Linked DNA regions of Sus scrofa: regions 1, 2, 3, 4 and 6 are each linked to region 5. A link is a contact called in public Hi-C, HiChIP or PLAC-seq and promoter capture Hi-C data. All regions are on one chromosome and are shown on one strand. Each heading gives the region's core, a stretch centred on a gene start, on an enhancer-like site or on the middle of the called end of the contact. The rest is flanking DNA. Distances are from core to core; before and after follow the strand shown. Region 1 holds the start of FAM222A (protein FAM222A). Region 2 holds the start of ACADS (acyl-CoA dehydrogenase, C-2 to C-3 short chain). Region 3 holds the start of RNF10 (RING finger protein 10). Region 4 holds the start of MLEC (malectin). Region 5 holds the start of C14H12orf43. Region 6 holds the start of COX6A1 (cytochrome c oxidase subunit VIa polypeptide 1).

Region 1 (2,700 bases), core at 157-2,656, 330 kb before region 5:
CCCAGGGCTCAATTTCTCCAGCTGTAAAATGGGCCTGCTAAACGAGCCACCTGCGGGCTATCAGGCAGAACAAATGAGAACCTGTGAAGCTGCTTAGAAAGTAAAAGGCAAGGTGCAGTGTCATTTTATGGAATCAAAATTTGGGCCCAGGTGGTTCTGTGCTTCAGTTTCCCAGTCGGTGGAGGAAGAAGAATACCGGTTCCTATCTACCACGTGTGTGGTGAGGATTCTGTGAGATAGATCTTACAAAGAGCTCAGCACTATGCCTGGTAATACATAGTAAGGGCTCCACAGATCTCAACTGTGATGGCAAAAATCCACCACTGCCAACAATATGAATTGGAGTAAAACACTCTGGAGTGTCGCTTCACCTCTCTTAGCCTCAATTTCCTCTGTAAGGTGGGAGTATAATGATAGTACCTGCTACATCAGTTTCCTCATCTGTAAAATGGGGGTGATAATACCTACCTCACAGGATTGTGTATAAGGATTAAGAAAAGTACTCAGTTACACTAGTGCTAGTGTCTTTTATCATCTTTATTATTTTTAACAAATTCCTCATTGAGCGTTTCCAAAATGAAGTGAAACAATGCAGACAGTGCACCTAGCTTGTGCTACCAAATATGTGCTCAATAAAATGGTACTGGGTTTTCACTCCTGTTTCCCGAAAAAAGGAACTACAAATACCAGCATGCCCTCTGGCCCCAGTCGGGGATCCTACGATCGGCGCCGGTGCGCTGCATGACGGGAGTTGTAGTCCTTGAGACGCAGACCCCGCCTCGCCCCGGCTTGGGGGAGGAGGTTGGAGAGCCGCCCTGCCGGCCTTTGAATTTTGCCGCGAAAAGCGCGCGTGGCGGCCCCCGGCCCCGCCCCCCGCAGGACGCGGCTCCGCGTCACCCTGGTAACCGCCTCTTGGCCGCCGCTGATTGGGCCAGACCTTAGGGGGCGGGCAGGGGGCGAGACGCGGCTGCCGCTGCCGGCGTTAGAGCCTGTCAGTCGGGCCGGAGCGGAGCAGCGGGCGGGACAGCCGGGCTGGTGACTCCGCGAAGAGGCTCTGCGCGGCGCCCGGGGGAGGCGAAGAGCCGGGTACGCCGCCTGTAGGGCGCGGCGCGCGGCACCTGGGCACGAAGCGAGACGAGGCGCTGGCGTGCGTCAGGCGGTGAGAGGCTGAGGCCCCGGGAGCCCCCGCGCGCCGCCCGGGGCCAGGGGCGCGTGAGAGCCCAGCGCGAGCCGTCCCTGCTGCAGCTCCGGAGCTCGCACGCCCAGTGCACCATCCTCCGGGCCGTCTCCACATCCACCCTGCGCCACCTGGACTGGTTATTTCTCGGCGCCGAGGCCCCCGGGGCTGCACCCGAGCCTCCACCGCCCGCTGCCACCACAGCGGCTTGCCGCTGCTCTCCGGCTTCCCCTCCCCCAACACCCGGGGCTCCGAGCAGGAGGAGGAGGGGCTGGTGCATTCTCGCCGCCGTTCTTTGCAACCTGCGGGGGCCGGTGCATGCCCAGCGAGGAGCCGGGCCGCTGCAGGTGCGTTCAACCTCAGAGGAGACGACCCCCCCCACCCCAGGCGAACCTGGGGGCTGCAACCCACCGGCAGGCGGTCGAGCGAGAGGAAGCAACAAAGACAGGCTGCAGCTGGGGCCGGCGAGAGGGGCCGCGGCCGCCGGGCTCCTGGTGCGGGCGGAGAGGGCGCCCGGGGGAGCGGCGCCGGGCGGAGCTGCAGCCCTAAGCTGGACCCGGAGGGGAGGCACAGCGCCGCCCGCCGGACGCGGTGAGCACAGGCCCCGGGGAGGATGCGCTGCCTGAGCGCCCGCGCGGCCCGGGTCGCGGGCGGGCGCGACCCCCACTGAGCCGAGAGAATCCCCACCCTCGACTTCGGACGGCGCGAGCCGGCGCCTGGATCGACCTCACCGACAGCGTTCTTTCCCACCTAGAGGGAGGCATCGGCCCCCAAGGGGGGATTCCTCAGGCAGCCTTTGCCACCTCTGCATGGCTGCGACCCGGCGAGAGGAGAGTTGTGGCCGCTGAGACCTGGTGTCCTTCGACGGCCTGGCTGATTCGGTGAGTTCCGCGGGGCAGGGTTCCGGGGCAGAGCTGGGGGCACCCGCTGGGCTGGCGTCGGGGCAGCCGGATTGAAAAAAAGAGGCCCTGGGCTGTTGGGGATCCTGAAGCAGCGATGCCCCTTGTCTTACCCTCCCCCCCGCCCCCACCTCCCCACACACAACTTGCCTAGTCCGGCCTCCCGGCCGGAGCTGACCCTGGAGGCCCGTCGTGAGGACTCCGGTGGAGTTCTGGGTGGGGCGTGTGCTGGAGAGGAAAGGTCACCCCACCTCTAAAGCCAACAAAGGTAGCAGCTCAGTCATCTGAAAATTCCCTGGCAACTCTAGCATCTTAGAGGGGTTGGGGGGGCTCCCAGAATGGGACACCTTGGGCTTCTCCCAACTAGCCTCTGAAATCTTCCAGGGACATCAGCTTAGAGAGGTACTGCAGAGTCCCGACCACGCAGGTGGCTGTATTGAGGATTGTGCTGAGGCTAGGCAGTAGCAGGGTCCCCCTTACCGCCGGCGTTCCTACCAAAAACTCGCAGGAAAGAGGGGTTCCCCAGTGGGGCCACGGCTGTGACGTCACTGCCAGACCTCTGATGTCACTGGGGTTGCCTTGGCGACGTGACTTGTCTGCACACCCCCTCCCCCAGGCCGGAGG
Region 2 (2,734 bases), core at 43-2,542, 260 kb after region 5:
GTGGATCCTCTGACTAGTGTCCATGAGAATCCGGGTTCGATCCCTGGCCTCACTCAGTGGGTTAAGGTTCCGGTGTTGCCATGAGCTGAGGTGTAGGTCGCAGAGAAGGCTCAGATCCCCCGTTGCTGTGGCTGTGGCTGTGGCCAGCAGCTGCAGCTCCAATTTGACTCCTAGCCTGGGAACTTCCATGTGCCACAAGTGTGGCTCTAAAAACACAAATAATAATAAGGATCCACTAACTGGGTGGTTCTCCAACACAGACGATATTCTCCCCCAATAGCAGAGTAGAATGCTATTGGTATGGAGTGTCTAGAGGCCAGAAACACTGCTTAACACTGTACAGGACAGATACTACAACAAAGAATTATGGGCTCCAAATATCAATAGCACTGCTGTTGAGAAATGAACTGAATGTTTACTCTGCTTACTAAACACTTTGTACAACCATCCGACTCAGTTGTCAATACAACACCAATAATAAGAGCACAGCTCTGTGACCTGAGGCAAGGATCTTAACCTCACTGAGCCTGGGTTTTTCTAAAATGCAGAAGAAAACAGCATTCAGCTCCTGGGCTGGGAGGGCAAAGAGTCACTAACTATAGCACTCAGCACAGGCTCTGGCAGAGACAGCTCTCAATGAGGGTTCCCTTTATTGTTTGTATTTGGGGTAAGTGGGTCTTGACCAGGCTAAGGAAGCCCTGGCCACAAGTGTCACTGCTGCCACTGCTGGAGAGAAATGAAAATATGGGAAAGGTACTGCATGAAATCATCAACGAGCGCTAATACTTACTGAGCACCTGTAATATGCCAGCACTGTACTAGTGTTTTACCTACTCTGGGATTTAATCCTTATAACAGCCCTATGAGAATAACAGTAATACACTGGCCATTTTAGACATGGGGCAGCTGAGGCTGACAGGGGCTGAGCGTCTGCCAAAGGTCACATATTCAGAGTCTGGGTTCAATTCCAGGCCTGGCTTCTAAAGAAGGGCGCACCTTCAAGCTCCGCGGAGGGTCAACGAGGGAAAGGGGATGTGGATGCAGCGGTGGGAATTGGGATAGCGGTCAGAGAAGGGGTGAGGTTACGCAGGCGCGAGGAGCAGCCTAACTGGGGCAAAGGCCGCGCGCAACCAGAGGAGAATCACCCGCAGGCCGCAGGGGAGAACAGATCGCCGGGACGCAAGCCCGACGGCGGACAGGGTCGCGGTCCCTCCCCACTGTGTGGAGGCGGATTGCACTCACCTCCGCGGACAGGGCCGCAGGCTCGGGCGAGCAGCGCGGCAGCCATGAAGGACTGAGACCGGAGTCAGGTGACAATACTGCACTGCTACCCGGAGACCTCTCAACAGTGAGCAAGGTTCCGGGTCGCGGGGGGCGGGGCCGGCGCGAGCCAAAGGCCACGCCCCTCAGGCATCGGGGGCGGGTCCTCCCGAGTCCCGCCTCCCTCCCAGGAGCTAAAATTTAACTGTCCCGCTTTCGGAGTGCACTCAGGATTTTTAAACTCTTCGAGGGTGGGCTGATCTCTCCTAAAATCCAGTTTAGCTGAGTGAGATGCCCTCTGGGGCCTATGCCCTCTACTTCCCCGACTCCGCGCCCACCACGCACTTGCTATCCTTGCTCCAACCTCACGCAGTAAAAATGTCTGTAAAGCCCCAGGCTAGCATTATGGTTCGGCTATGTAGGCGTTCATAGTTAGTGTTTGCGAGGCAGAATATCATAGAGGATGTTAAGCCGTGGCCAGTTATTAGAGCTGTTGCTCCTATAAAGCTTCATGGGGTTTGGATTAGGATTGCTGCAATTACAAGTGCTATATGACTTAACTGATGAGAAAGCGACTAGGGATTTCAAGTCGGTTTGGTGTAAGCAGGTTGAGCTGGTTATGATTATGCCTCAAAGGGAGAGTATTAAAAATGGTAGGCTGGAGTTCCCATCGTGGCACAGTGATTAACGAATCCGACTAGGAACCATGAGGTTGCAGGTTCGATCCCTGGTCTTGCTCAGTGGGTTAAGGATCTGGGATTGCCATGAGCTGTGGTATAGGTTGCAGACGCAGCTCAGATCCTGTGTTGCTGTGGCTCTGGCATAGGCTGGCGGCTACAGCTCCGATTAGACCCCTAGCCTGGGACCTCCATATGCCGCAGGAGTGGCCCAAGAAATGGCAAAAAGACAATAAAAAAAAAAAAAAAAAGGTAGGCTATAAAGTTTGTTAGTGGGTTAAGAATGGTGGTTACCTGCAGTATGTAGTAGCCTCCCAGTTTTAGCAGGACAGCTGCAGGTACTATTGAGCCTACTCATGGGGCAGCTCCAGCACCTCTGTCAGGTTCCTGCCTCTGGCCTTTTGCAGTCATCCTTCCCTCAGCTAGAGCGCTCCTTCCCTTCATCACTCACTGAGACCTCCCCTGACTTCGGGATGCCAGTGTTTCCTCCCACACACTCTCCATCCCATTATTGTATTTATTCCTGGTAGGTAGCACCCGAAATCTTATCAAATCCCCGCCTATTCTTGTGCCAAGAGGTTGCAAGGGAGTTGGGTTGCTGGGAGGAAGATTTCTTTCCCTCAAAGGGCATGAAGGTAGGGTGGCACTGCTGCTTCCCTGTCCTGGTATGGTCTCACTCCTACCTGTGGGGCAGAGGCCCCTCGGGAACAGGGGTCACTGTGCTCTTGTGCCCTGCCTTTGGTCCTTAGCATCCACCATGGACATCTTCACCCTGCCCAAGAAACTGGCAATTTCAC
Region 3 (2,700 bases), core at 111-2,610, 420 kb after region 5:
ATGTGTAGCTGGTGCATAAAAGGTGTCAGAGAATCTCCTAAGTCCTTAGTTCAACTGGTTTCTAAGTTAATTTAATTCTCATTATCTCCACCCTTATAGGTAAAGAAATAGAGACACTCACTCAAGGTCTGGCAAACCTAAGACGACTGAGTCCAAAGCCTGCGCTCTTAACCGTTACTCCATAGTAAACGAAGCCATTCAAAGACAAGTCCTCTTCATCTGGGGAGATCCGGAACCAGGTAATTCAATAGGAGATTTGAGTTGACATATCCTTTGGCCCCACCCTCCCCTGTTTAAACTTGAACACTACCCAATGCTAATAACATTGAAGGGTAGATCAATTTAGTGGTTTTAGATGCGTGCACTGACAAACCAGGTTTTAGATGCGTCAGACAAACCAGGTCTTCAGGCCTGCTGCTAAGCACCTACTAGCTGGGTAACCTTACCTTTTATGAACCTCAGTTTCCTCGTCCGCAAAATGTGGTTAAGAATAGTACCCACTTCCCCGAGCGGTTTCGAGCATTAATGCAAAGATTTACGTAAACCACGCAGCACAGTACTCATTAAATGTTAACTAGAAGCAATGGAAGCCACGGAAAAGAAGGAAAAAACAAGAACGAGAGTAGAAAGCGGAGCCCTGTCCCTGGGTGACCCAGGAGACATTCGAGAGAGAATCCTCCCCAGTATTTAGGGGCAGTTGCCCCCCCGCCCACCGCCGTGGGAGCCCGCCCTTACCGCTCTTGGGTTTAGACTCGCCGGCCGGCCCCGCCGAGGCGGAGCGGGGCGGCTGTTGCCCTTTGCTGCTGCCCGAAGAGGTGGAGGAGCTGCTGGAGCCGCTGTTCTTGTCCATGTCGGAGGCGGTGGCGGCGGCGTTGGGGGAGCTCTGCGGCATCAACAGGGGCCTTGGCGGCGGCGGCGGTCGGAGCGAAGCGGGCGCGGCGGAGACCCAGGCTCATGGCGTTCAGGGCCGGCGGGGGTCGGCGGCGGCAGCGGTTCTCGGCCTTCATGGCGACATTTTTCCCTGTTTCCTTCCTTGGCTTCTCAAACTGGAAGGAGAAGCGGCGGGCGGGGCTGTTGAGCCCGGCGGCGGCGGTGACTGAGAAGGAGGAGGAGGCCGGGGCTCGGAGGTCCGGGCCGGGCCTGGCGGGGCGGAGGCTGCAGGGGAAGGGGAGGCGAGGGAAGGTGCGCGAGCCCCGCCGGCCGGCCGGACACGCTCTCCCGCCGCGAGGCAGGGGAGAGGGCTGGCTGTCTTGGTGCCGGGGACAGGTGTCTCCGACACAGCGATCGACACTCGCCTCTGGGCCGAGGCCGAGCTGCTCCGGGAATGGCGACGAGTCGCCAAACAGCATCTCGAAGAACCCGGATGGAGTGTATATATAGTGGCTCTGTGGGAGTGAGGCATACTGGGAAATGTAGTTTTCTTCCTACATCCGGGTACAGTGTCTTTTTTTGTTGTTTGTTCCTTTTTTCTCAGCAAAATGTGAGCGGTCTTAAAGAATGATGGGACTTGCAGTCCAGGTTTTAGTCTTAGTACACTAATATGCATAACAATAATATACACTAAAAATTCATCCAAACATTGAATACCTGTGGAACTCCTTTATTGAATAATTGTTAATTCATAGTTCTTATTCTAGATTTAATATCAATTTATTTATGGCTTATTCAATCTCCTGATAATGATAATAGTGACAATAATGACAATACATTACATTTAATATCACTCCACAGCACTTCCTCATACAATTACTTAATTTCATTGTTGTCTTTTATTAATATAAATCATTGTTAATATTTCACTTTATTGGTAATAACTGGTAATAATTATAGATATACTTGAGTGCTTACCATTAGCAGACACTGCTCTGTGCAGTTTATTTATCCTCACATTAACAACAAAAAAATTTTCTTTAGCCACACCTGGGGCATGCGGAAGTTCCTGGGGCCAGGGGTCAACCCCCCAAATAAGCAGTTCTCCATTTTACAGATATGGACACTTGAAGCTTAGAAAATCACATATTTATTTTAGAAATCATTTTATGTATTTTAGATACCCGTCTGTACTTTGAAAACAACCGTGGTAGCTTGAAAGTCAAAGGATCAAAGAAACACACCGTAAAAAAGATGTACAAATATTCTCATAAGTATAACAATAAATAAGGCTAACCTTAGCCAGTTAGAAACATATTATATGCCAGACACTGTGCTGAGAACAAGGAATTCCAAAATACATTAATGGAAGACTGTGGGAGTTCCCGCTGTGGCTCAGTGAAAGGAACCTGACGAGTATCCATGAGGATGCAGGTTGGATCTCTGGCCTGGATCAGTAGGTTAAGATTCTGGGGTGGCCGTGAGCTGTGGTGTAGGTCACAGACCCAGCTGGGATCCCACATTGCTGTGACAGTGGGTAGGCCGGCAGCTGCAGCTCAGATTGGACCCCTAGTCTGGGAACTTCCATATGCATGTGCAGCACTGGAAAAAAAAAAAAAAATCTACTCACTTATGATGGAGCAAGATAATGTGAGAAAAAAGAATGTATATAGGTATGTGTAACTTGGTCACCTTGCTGAACGGTAGAAAACTGACAGAACACTGTAAACCAGCTATAATGGAAAAAATAAAAATCATTATTAAAAAAACAAAACAAAACTGTGTCTGATCCCTCGCCCAGGACCTCCATAAGCTGAAGGGCAGCAAAAA
Region 4 (2,700 bases), core at 93-2,592, 300 kb after region 5:
GTTTTCCAATCCTACTGACAGAAGACAGAGAGTCCAGAGCAGATATTCCCAGAGTCGTCTGGCATGACCTACATCATAAGGCCCTGGTGCAGAAACCTGGGTTTAATCTACAGGTCTAAAATTTTCATTTTTCACCCGCTCTCCTGGCAGTTCTTACACTGACTTTGAGAACTGTTCGGCTCTGTAAAAATGACTGCTGTTCTATCAATTAAATCAAATCATTTTCCCCATAAGATGGAATCACACCTCTCAAGACCACTGAGGGTAGGTTCTCTGCACTGGCGGATAGAATATTCGGATCTTACACTGACTGACCCAGTTGAAACACCACCAGCCTCCTGCGCAGTAAGGTTTCAATATAACCACCCTCTAGGGAGGGCCTGCAGCTTCTACTTTTAAGCACACACACCCTCCTCGCTCCAAAGGGGGGTGGGGGAGGAGGCTACAATCAAAACTTTCCTGGCCTATCCTCTTCAAAATTCCTTTTTTTTCTGGCTAAGAATCAAGCCCAGCTCCTGCACAAGAGATAAGAAAAGTGGCCGATTTCTGGGTCGGCAGGAATCTACCAGAAACTGACTTGAAAGGAGAGCAAAACCACCAGGAGAGAGACACCGATAACCGAAAAACCTGTGAGGCCTCGAGGTGGCAATAGGCCGCCCTCGTCTTTACTTTCCCAGCTCCCGTGGAGGTGAGAGGTTACGAAAATGCAGAGTGCGAGGTCCAAATATAACTTCTCGCCAACTCTGACTCTAAGGCTCTTGGTAGCTTCAAATCAGCACCAAGCTCTGGGCTCTTATCGGGTCACCGAGGAAACAGTAGAGAGAAACTTCACTCCAGAGACGTGGCTTGGGCTTGGGGCCCGCAGCCCTCGGCGTGCTGCGCCCGGCAACGCAGGCCCAGGATCCAGAGACTCTACCGAGGGGCTCTCACCTCGGCCCACCCGGCCTTCCAGAGGGTCCTTGCGGAAGTGGATCCCGTGCACGTCCACATGCGCCTCCCCGCCCGCGTTAACGGCCCAAATCACGCTCTCGGGCAGCCCGGCCCCCGCCAAGCCAACCACGCCGAACCCCGGCTCCCGGAGCGCCGGCAGCAGCAGGAGGAGCAGCAGTCGCAGGAACGCCACAGCGGCTCCCTCAACCGCCCGGGCGCCCAGCATGGCGGCCACCACAGCGGGGGCAGCCTCCGCCGAGCCTAGTTCTCAGCCGGCCGCCAGGCCGCCCCGGACTCAGAAAAACAGCGCCACGGGCCGCTGTGCCTCAGCTGCTGGGGACATGTCGCTCTCAGGCCTCTTTCTCAGCCACGGTGCCGCCTCCCACCTTGGGAACAACCTACCCCAGCGCCCAGCCCCCGGCCACGACCCTGCATCCAATCAGCGCCCAGCCCTCATTAATTATCCACCACCCCGCCGGGAGGCATCCTCCCATTGGCTGCCACACGCGAGAAGGGGCGTGGCTACTCCCAGGCGCCAGCCCAACCATCAGGCACGAGAGGGAGCGCGCGCAGAGGTTGGGAGTTCGGTTGAAGCGGCGGTTCAGTGCGGAAGTGGTAGGGTGCAGCGCCCAGGCGGCCCCGGAATTCCGCAGCTGAATAAGAAAGGTGGACTGGGGGGAAGGTTTAGGGTAGGGCGCACTGACACGTCGCCAGCACTTCCGGTGCTCCAGATTTGGGGGACTGAATAGGTTCCTGAGGGGGCGTTACTGACTTTCCCGCCCCCTCTTTCTCTGGGCATAAACATAAGCTCTAGGAAGAGCAGTGGACATCTTCCGACCTGAGACTTAGTCTTTTTCGCTGAGTGAGGCATAAAACCCGTCCTCCCCCAGAAAGGCCACAAGCACAGGTTTTTCAGGGAAAGGGTCCCACGAGGACGAGATCCCGCCCCCACCCCTAAGAGGATTCGGGGCTGGTGGTAGCGTCCAGATAGCCGTCCAATCAGAAGCCTCCAACGCAGCGGAAACGCGTGGCTTTTGGGGGCGGGGCTCCAGGCTACCCGGGTTTCCATGGCGACAGCTGTGAAGGGGCGGGGCTGGGGCTTTCCCGGCCCAGGCAAAGGGACCGGAGGGCGCTTCTCTAGCTGGAGGTTCAGCAAAGGCTTGATCACTGGTCCCACCCTGCTCTGGCAGTTTATCCAGCGCTCTCCTCCCTTCGCGATCCCTTTGCCGTGGTCGCTGCCAGAACTCCCACCTCTCGGATGAACTGTGTCTCAGGAGCCGAGTATTGCCCAAGGGATCACATCGCAAGTTTAGGGCGGAGCCAAAGCAAAATCCCGTTTGTTCCACAAATATTTATCGAGACCCTTCTGCTAGATTTAGCAGATAAAACACAGGAAGCCCAGTTAAATTTGAATTTCAAATAAGTGGAACATACTTAAGCTAAAAATAATTTATTGTTTGCCTAAATTCAAACTTAACAGAGTTTTTTTGCTTTTTATCTGACAACCCTGCCTACTACCTGCCAGGCAATTTGTTTTGTGCAACGACGAACGAAATCACACCCAGGGTCCAAAATGAGAATCACAGCCCCGGGAGTTTCCGGTGTGGCTCAGCGGGTTAAGAACCTAACAGTAGTATCCACGAGGATGCAGTTGGATCCCTGGTCTTGCTCCTTGGGTTAAGGATCAAGCATGCTTTGGGGCACATATGGCAGCGAACTTCCATGTGCCACAGGTACTGCCCTAAAAAGAAAAAAAGAGTTCCATCCTGG
Region 5 (2,700 bases), core at 177-2,676:
TTTCGGGGTCTCACTTCCTATACACCTTGAAAATTCCTTGCAAATACCTAAAGCACTCTCCCTAAAAGGAATTCTTAGAATCCTCTCCATTCTCTAACTCTCCGGCAATGTTTGGAGGCCTCCCGGGCTCTGGACATTCCAGATGCTCAGAAGATTGCCGGGAATATTTTTTTCTGGCTTGTAGGCCTCCAAACAAGAAAGAACCTGAGCACCCTCTCTCTGTGTTGCAGGCCTATCATCCTGGATCCGGCTGACCCCACCTACAATGTGGCCTATGGCTACAGATGGGACATAGTCAGTCAGAGGGCCAGACAGTGCCTGAAACAGTGCTGTTGCCATAACAACAAGAGCCCAGTCCCCCCGTGGTATATAAAGCCTTCCCACTACACTGCTTGCTTCAGAGTCTCAGCCAAAGGCTGTGACTGATTCCCTGGCAATAACAATTCAGGAATAAATAATCTTTGTTCATTCTCTTTTGGGTGGTCTTTGTTTCTTTCCACGGGCGCCAATGCTGTCCTAGAGATTATTGCTTAATCATTTGAGCCTCTTGGAGTATCTGTCATGGCTCAGAGGAAACGAATCTGACTGGTATCCATGAGGCCACAGATTCAATCCCTCGCCTCGCTCAGTGGGTATAAGGATCCTGTAATTGCCATGAGCTGTAGTGTAGGTTGAAGACTCGGCTCAGAGCCCTCGTTGCTGTGGATTCCACTCTTAGCCTGGGAACCTCCATATGCTGCAGTTTTAGCCCTAAAAAGACCCCCCCCCCCAAAAAAAATCATTTCATTTGCGCTTCTCAACGCTGAAAAGTGAGGACTGTGGGGAAACTGAGAAGATAGGCTAAGTCTGGGAGAGCAAGGATGACGCAGTGTTAAAAATCCCCTCAACTCCCAAAACATATGCACAAAGAGTATCTAATGGTCCAAGAACTTAAGGAAAGTAATAGTATCATTATTATCAAAGGACGTTATGTAATCAGATTTACTCCAATCAACCTATTAAAAGTTAGGTCTCATTTTCCTCATCAAGAAAAGGATGCGGGAGTTCCCATCGTGGCGCAGTGGTTAACGAATCCGACTAGGAACCATGAGGTTGCGGGTTTGGTCCCTGCCCTTGCTCAGTGGGTTAATGATCCAGGCGTTGCCGTGAGCTGTGGTGTAGGTTGCAGATGGGGCTCGGATCCTGCGTTGCTGTGGCTCTGGTGTAGGCTGGCGGCCACAGCTCCGATTAGACCCCTAGCCTGGGAACCTCCATATGCCGCCGGAGCGGCCCAAGAAATAGCAAAAAGACAAAAGAAAAGGATGCATTAGTTGATTTCTCAGGCACTTCCAGCTCTCACGTTTGAGGAAAACCTTAGGATAGTACAAGGCCAACGGCGACGTAAGTTTGAGAACTACAATACCCACAATGCCCTGCGCTCCCCTTCGCTCTTTGTGGGGTCATGGAGAAGGATCGCTCCAGGAGGCGCTCCCCACAATCCTTTGCGGTGACACAAGGTGGCGGCGCCCAGTGGTTCCATGAGCTACTTGGAGAGTAGTAGCAGCAGTAGCAGCGATGCAGAGGAGCTGGAGCGGTGCCGAGAGGCGGCAATGCCGGCCTGGGGTTTGGAGCAGCGCCCGAGAGGCCTGGAGAAGCCAAAAGCCGGTAGGGGACTATATTCGGGGAATCTGGCCGAAGGGCATAGGATCTTCTGCGGCCTGAGAGAATGGATGGTGAGGAGGGACTCGACTTCTTTCCCTGAGAAGTCTCTGGGGTCAGGGGTTCAGATTTAAAGCGCGGACAAGTACAGCAGGGAGAATCGTTCCATTATCCCATTCAGGGAAACCAAGGCACCAGGATGTCTCTTGACTCTGCTTCCTTGGGGTCCGTCCTAACTGTGACGCACTGGGCAGCCCTCTCCCTCTCCCAGATGACTGCAACAATCCCCTTCTCACATTCAGTCTTTTCCCGCTACCAACACATTCTCATACCCTGGGGCTGCCAGCGAACTGTACCCAACATGTATCTCTGATCCTGACTTCCTAGTGCCCTGGGAATAAATCCAACGCCTTTTAACATAAGGGTACCCAAATTATGGTCAGAATTCAGAGGGTCAGTGAATCTGAAAGGGAAAAATATTTCATTTATACTCTTATTAATCTCTGAAATTTAGCATCTGTTTTCATCATGCATGTGAACAACAAGCCACAGTAGTTTTGGCAATACCTGTTACTTACAAAAGCTACAGGTTTTCATATCTCGTTTCAGCCTTTGCAGATATATCAAAATATTTTATTCACAATAAAATGTTGAAAAAAATCATTTACACGCATCTCTGTAATTTCTTAGTTCTCTTATTGGCGCAGTGGGCACAAGGATCTGGAATTGTTGCAGCGGCTTGGGTCGCTTCTGTGACACAGGTTCAGTTCTTGGCCTGGGAATTTCCACATGCTGCAGGCCTGGCCAATAAAATAAAATAAAATTATGGTAATTTGTATACCCATTAGTAGATCTTATTTAATGCATTAATGAAGAAGTATATATATTAACAATAACACAAACTTGGTGTTTTTCTATTAACAATAAGTGAAGTTCATATCACTGGTCTTCTTTGTAATCCTATGTGTTATATTTTTTTGCATCTAAACTATTGCTCTGAGAAGGGATCCAGGCTTTACCAGACTGCCAGAGCAGACCATGGCAAAGCAAGGTTAAGAATCC
Region 6 (2,700 bases), core at 28-2,527, 490 kb after region 5:
ACAAGAGTGGGAGTGGTGCTCAAAGACAGTGCTCTTGTTAAAAATACAGCAAGTAATGTAAAATACATTATTACACCTACATTGACAGCCAAAAGATGAAACAGTTGGGATGATAACTAGCGTAAAGGAGAGGAACAGAAGCTCAGTCTCTTCCTTATACAGCTAGTAAATGTCAGATGCCCAGGTCTTAGAGAAATGAACCCGGGGAGTTCCCGTTGTGGCGCAGTGGTTAACGAATCCGACTAGGAACCATGAGGTTGCGGGTTCGATCCCTGCCCTTGCTCAGTGGGTCAAGGTTCAGGCGTTGCCGTGAGCTGTGGTGTAGGTCGCAGACGCGGCTCGGATCCTGCGTTGCTGTGGCTCTGGCGTAGGCTGGCGGCTACACCTCCGATTAGACCCCTAGCCCGGGAACCTCCATATGCCGCAGGAGCGGTTCAAGAGATGGCAAAAAGACAAACAAAACAAAACAAAACAAAAAAAAGAAATGAACCCCCTTCTGACGTTGCCAGTCTAAGGGAGTTTCCCAAACCTCCAAGTTTTGCACAACGGACAGTTGTTTCAGAACAGTATCAGAAGGCAAAGGGTGGGATGACTCGGAAAAAGGAAAACCGAAGGGCATCTACCGTATGACCTTGAAGAAAACTGAGCCGTGAACCCCCGCCCCCCCAGTCTCAAGTTATCCTTCTGTAAAACTGGAGAAAATTCTGTTTGAAAAAAATAATAATAAACGACAATGTGTTTGAGAGGATTAAATGAGAAACTCTACACGCCCAACACCCACGCTTTTAGAGAATGAAGAACTAGGCCTAAGGGCTTTGGAATAAGAGGTGAAGAGACTGCAAGGGGTACCTTGGACCTGATGCGAAGATGGGGGTAGGGGACGAACTCGGGTCTCTCCTCCTCTGCGTGGTGCGACTTCAGGAAGACGTTCAGCATGCTCACTCCCACCCCGGGGAGTGCCACGAAATAGGTGAGGGTCTTCCACATGCGAGCTGCAAAGGGGGCACGACCACTCAGGCCTGGAGGGGACCCGCCCTGAGTCTCACCTCCCTCCCTCAAGGCCTCAAGCCAAGGTCATAGACCCGCCGCTCTTCGCTCGAGTGGGGCTGAGGCCCGCTCCGCGACCCCAGTACCAGTACCTGAGCCCTCCTCGCCATGGGCACTACTCGACATAGGCCGCCTCAGCTGCAGCTGGGAACGACGTAGCAGCCCAGACACCCTGGACCCAGCAGCTGCCGCCATTTTCGACCTAGATCACTTCGGCGCCGGAAGCGGAAGCAGAAAGAAGGGCTGGGGGGCGGGACCACAACCTCAAAAGGAAGTTCCTATTGGGCGGTGCCTAGTCCCAAAGAGCCTGCGCACTGTCCTCCGAGCCCAGAGTCCTTGTCCGAAAGCAGCCAGCCGCGGGGTTCGAGGGAGCATGTAGTCTGTACTCCTGAGAGTATCTGGTTTCTCCCCACCATCAGCACACGGGTGAGGTCAAGAGCAAAAGAAAGCTTTGCTGGGCACACTCTGGCATCCTAGATCGCTCCCTTCAATGAAATCCGTGCACAGTAACTGGAGATTCCTAGCACAAATCACCCTATCTAAAATGCCATTTCCAGAATTCCCTCTGTGGAACAATGGGATCAGCGGCGTCTTGGGAGCGCTGGGAGACAGGTTCGATCCCTGGCAGAGCATTGTGGGTTAAGGATCCGGCGTTGCCACAGCTGCGGCTTAGGTCACAGCTGCCGCTCGGATCTGATCTCTGGCCTGGGAACTCCAAATGCCACGGAGCAGCCAAAAAAAACCAATTCCATTTCCCCTCCTCCCCATCCTCTCTGACTCTGCCCTGTTTTTTTCGGGGCACTTGGACAAAATAATTGTCATATCTTTATTTTGTCGGCATCACAGATTTTATATTCTATTAGGGAGGACAAAGATTTTGCCGTTGCAGCATTCGCAGACTCAGGAATCCTGTCTAGCCAGTAGCATGTGCTCAACACAAGTTTGTTGAATGAATGAATGAGTGTGTGAATGAACAAATAGCAACGGGAAGAAAAAATTGTCATCTGTTATAGCTGATCTCTACAATTCTTTCCCACTCTTTTTTCTTCCTTCTACTCATTTAAAAGCAGTTTTACAAATAAAGATTTTAAATAGATACATAAGATAAAGTGAAGATCATCTTTTTCTTTGTTTGTTTGCTTGCTTTTTAGGGCCGAAACCGCAGTATATGGAGGTTCCCAGGCTAGGGGTCAAATCAGAGCTACAACTGCCAGCCTACACCACAGCCACAGCAATGCAGGATCTGAGTCTCGGCTGCGACCTGCACCGCAGCTCACATTGACGCCCGATCCTTAACCAACTGAGTGAGGCCAGGGGTGGAACCCTCCATCTCATGGTTACTAGTTGGATTTGTTTCTGCTGTGCCACAACGGGAACTCTGAAGGTAAACTTTTTGACCACAGGCTCTTTTAAGATTATGATGAAAGCTATGAATCCTTTTCCTTCTAAGAACACAGAGTTTAAGCACACAGTGTTGGGAGAAGAAGGCACTAGAAAGTACATCCACGGCCCCTCTAAGAGTCCTGTGCCCCAGATTAAGAATCCCTATATAGAGTATTAGACAGGGACTCTGGCACTGGAAGACTGGGTTCACGTTTTGTTTCTTTCCCTTACAGCCTGTATGACCTTGAGCAAGTTAGATAAAATGAATGC

The links. Promoter capture Hi-C pulls out the DNA fragments that hold promoters and counts their contacts. A called contact is a pair of places that touch in the nucleus more often than the background predicts. HiChIP or PLAC-seq counts read pairs in DNA pulled down with a chosen protein or histone mark.
Region 1: a contact with region 5 is called in a Hi-C map of liver, with 7 times the contacts expected there. The contact joins the promoter of FAM222A here to the promoter of C14H12orf43 in region 5. A contact is called at or near these places in 5 of 47 Hi-C or Micro-C datasets (heart right ventricle, liver and skeletal muscle).
Region 2: a contact with region 5 is called in an H3K27ac HiChIP or PLAC-seq map of alveolar macrophages. The contact joins the promoter of ACADS here to the promoter of C14H12orf43 in region 5. A contact is called at or near these places in 1 of 5 promoter capture datasets (liver) and 1 of 2 datasets of contacts at active chromatin or transcription factors (alveolar macrophages).
Region 3: a promoter capture Hi-C map of liver shows a contact between it and region 5, with 5 times the contacts expected there. The contact joins the promoter of RNF10 here to the promoter of C14H12orf43 in region 5. A contact is called at or near these places in 1 of 5 promoter capture datasets (liver) and 1 of 47 Hi-C or Micro-C datasets (heart right ventricle).
Region 4: a contact with region 5 is called in a promoter capture Hi-C map of liver, with 3 times the contacts expected there. The contact joins the promoter of MLEC here to the promoter of C14H12orf43 in region 5. A contact is called at or near these places in 2 of 5 promoter capture datasets (fetal liver and liver) and 1 of 47 Hi-C or Micro-C datasets (heart right ventricle).
Region 6: a Hi-C map of skeletal muscle shows a contact between it and region 5, with 4 times the contacts expected there. The contact joins the promoter of COX6A1 here to the promoter of C14H12orf43 in region 5. A contact is called at or near these places in 2 of 5 promoter capture datasets (fetal liver and liver) and 2 of 47 Hi-C or Micro-C datasets (heart right ventricle and skeletal muscle).

The regions. Positions count from the first base shown.
Region 1 is chr14:41,232,565-41,235,264 of Sscrofa11.1, reverse strand. FAM222A (protein FAM222A) reads left to right here and starts at 1,406. Exons shown (of 4, transcript XM_021072447.1): 1 at 1,406-1,524; 2 at 1,932-2,058.
Region 2 is chr14:40,641,473-40,644,206 of Sscrofa11.1, reverse strand. It overlaps ACADS (acyl-CoA dehydrogenase, C-2 to C-3 short chain), which reads right to left and starts at 1,292. Exons shown (of 10, transcript NM_213898.1): 1 at 1,243-1,292. The coding sequence starts at 1,288.
Region 3 is chr14:40,479,899-40,482,598 of Sscrofa11.1, reverse strand. It overlaps RNF10 (RING finger protein 10), which reads right to left and starts at 1,360. Exons shown (of 17, transcript XM_013982944.2): 1 at 736-1,360. The coding sequence starts at 892. COQ5 (2-methoxy-6-polyprenyl-1,4-benzoquinol methylase, mitochondrial) reads left to right here and starts at 2,013. Exons shown (of 7, transcript XM_003483435.4): 1 at 2,013-2,700.
Region 4 is chr14:40,600,624-40,603,323 of Sscrofa11.1, reverse strand. It overlaps MLEC (malectin), which reads right to left and starts at 1,342. Exons shown (of 5, transcript XM_001928694.6): 1 at 931-1,342. The coding sequence starts at 1,156.
Region 5 is chr14:40,897,823-40,900,522 of Sscrofa11.1, reverse strand. It overlaps C14H12orf43, which reads left to right and starts at 1,426. Exons shown (of 6, transcript XM_001929089.4): 1 at 1,426-1,644. The coding sequence starts at 1,518. It overlaps OASL (2'-5'-oligoadenylate synthetase like), which reads left to right. Exons shown (of 5, transcript NM_001031790.1): 5 at 231-473. The coding sequence ends at 426.
Region 6 is chr14:40,407,177-40,409,876 of Sscrofa11.1, reverse strand. COX6A1 (cytochrome c oxidase subunit VIa polypeptide 1) reads right to left here and starts at 1,277. Exons shown (of 3, transcript NM_001190221.1): 1 at 1,140-1,277; 2 at 850-992. The coding sequence starts at 1,242.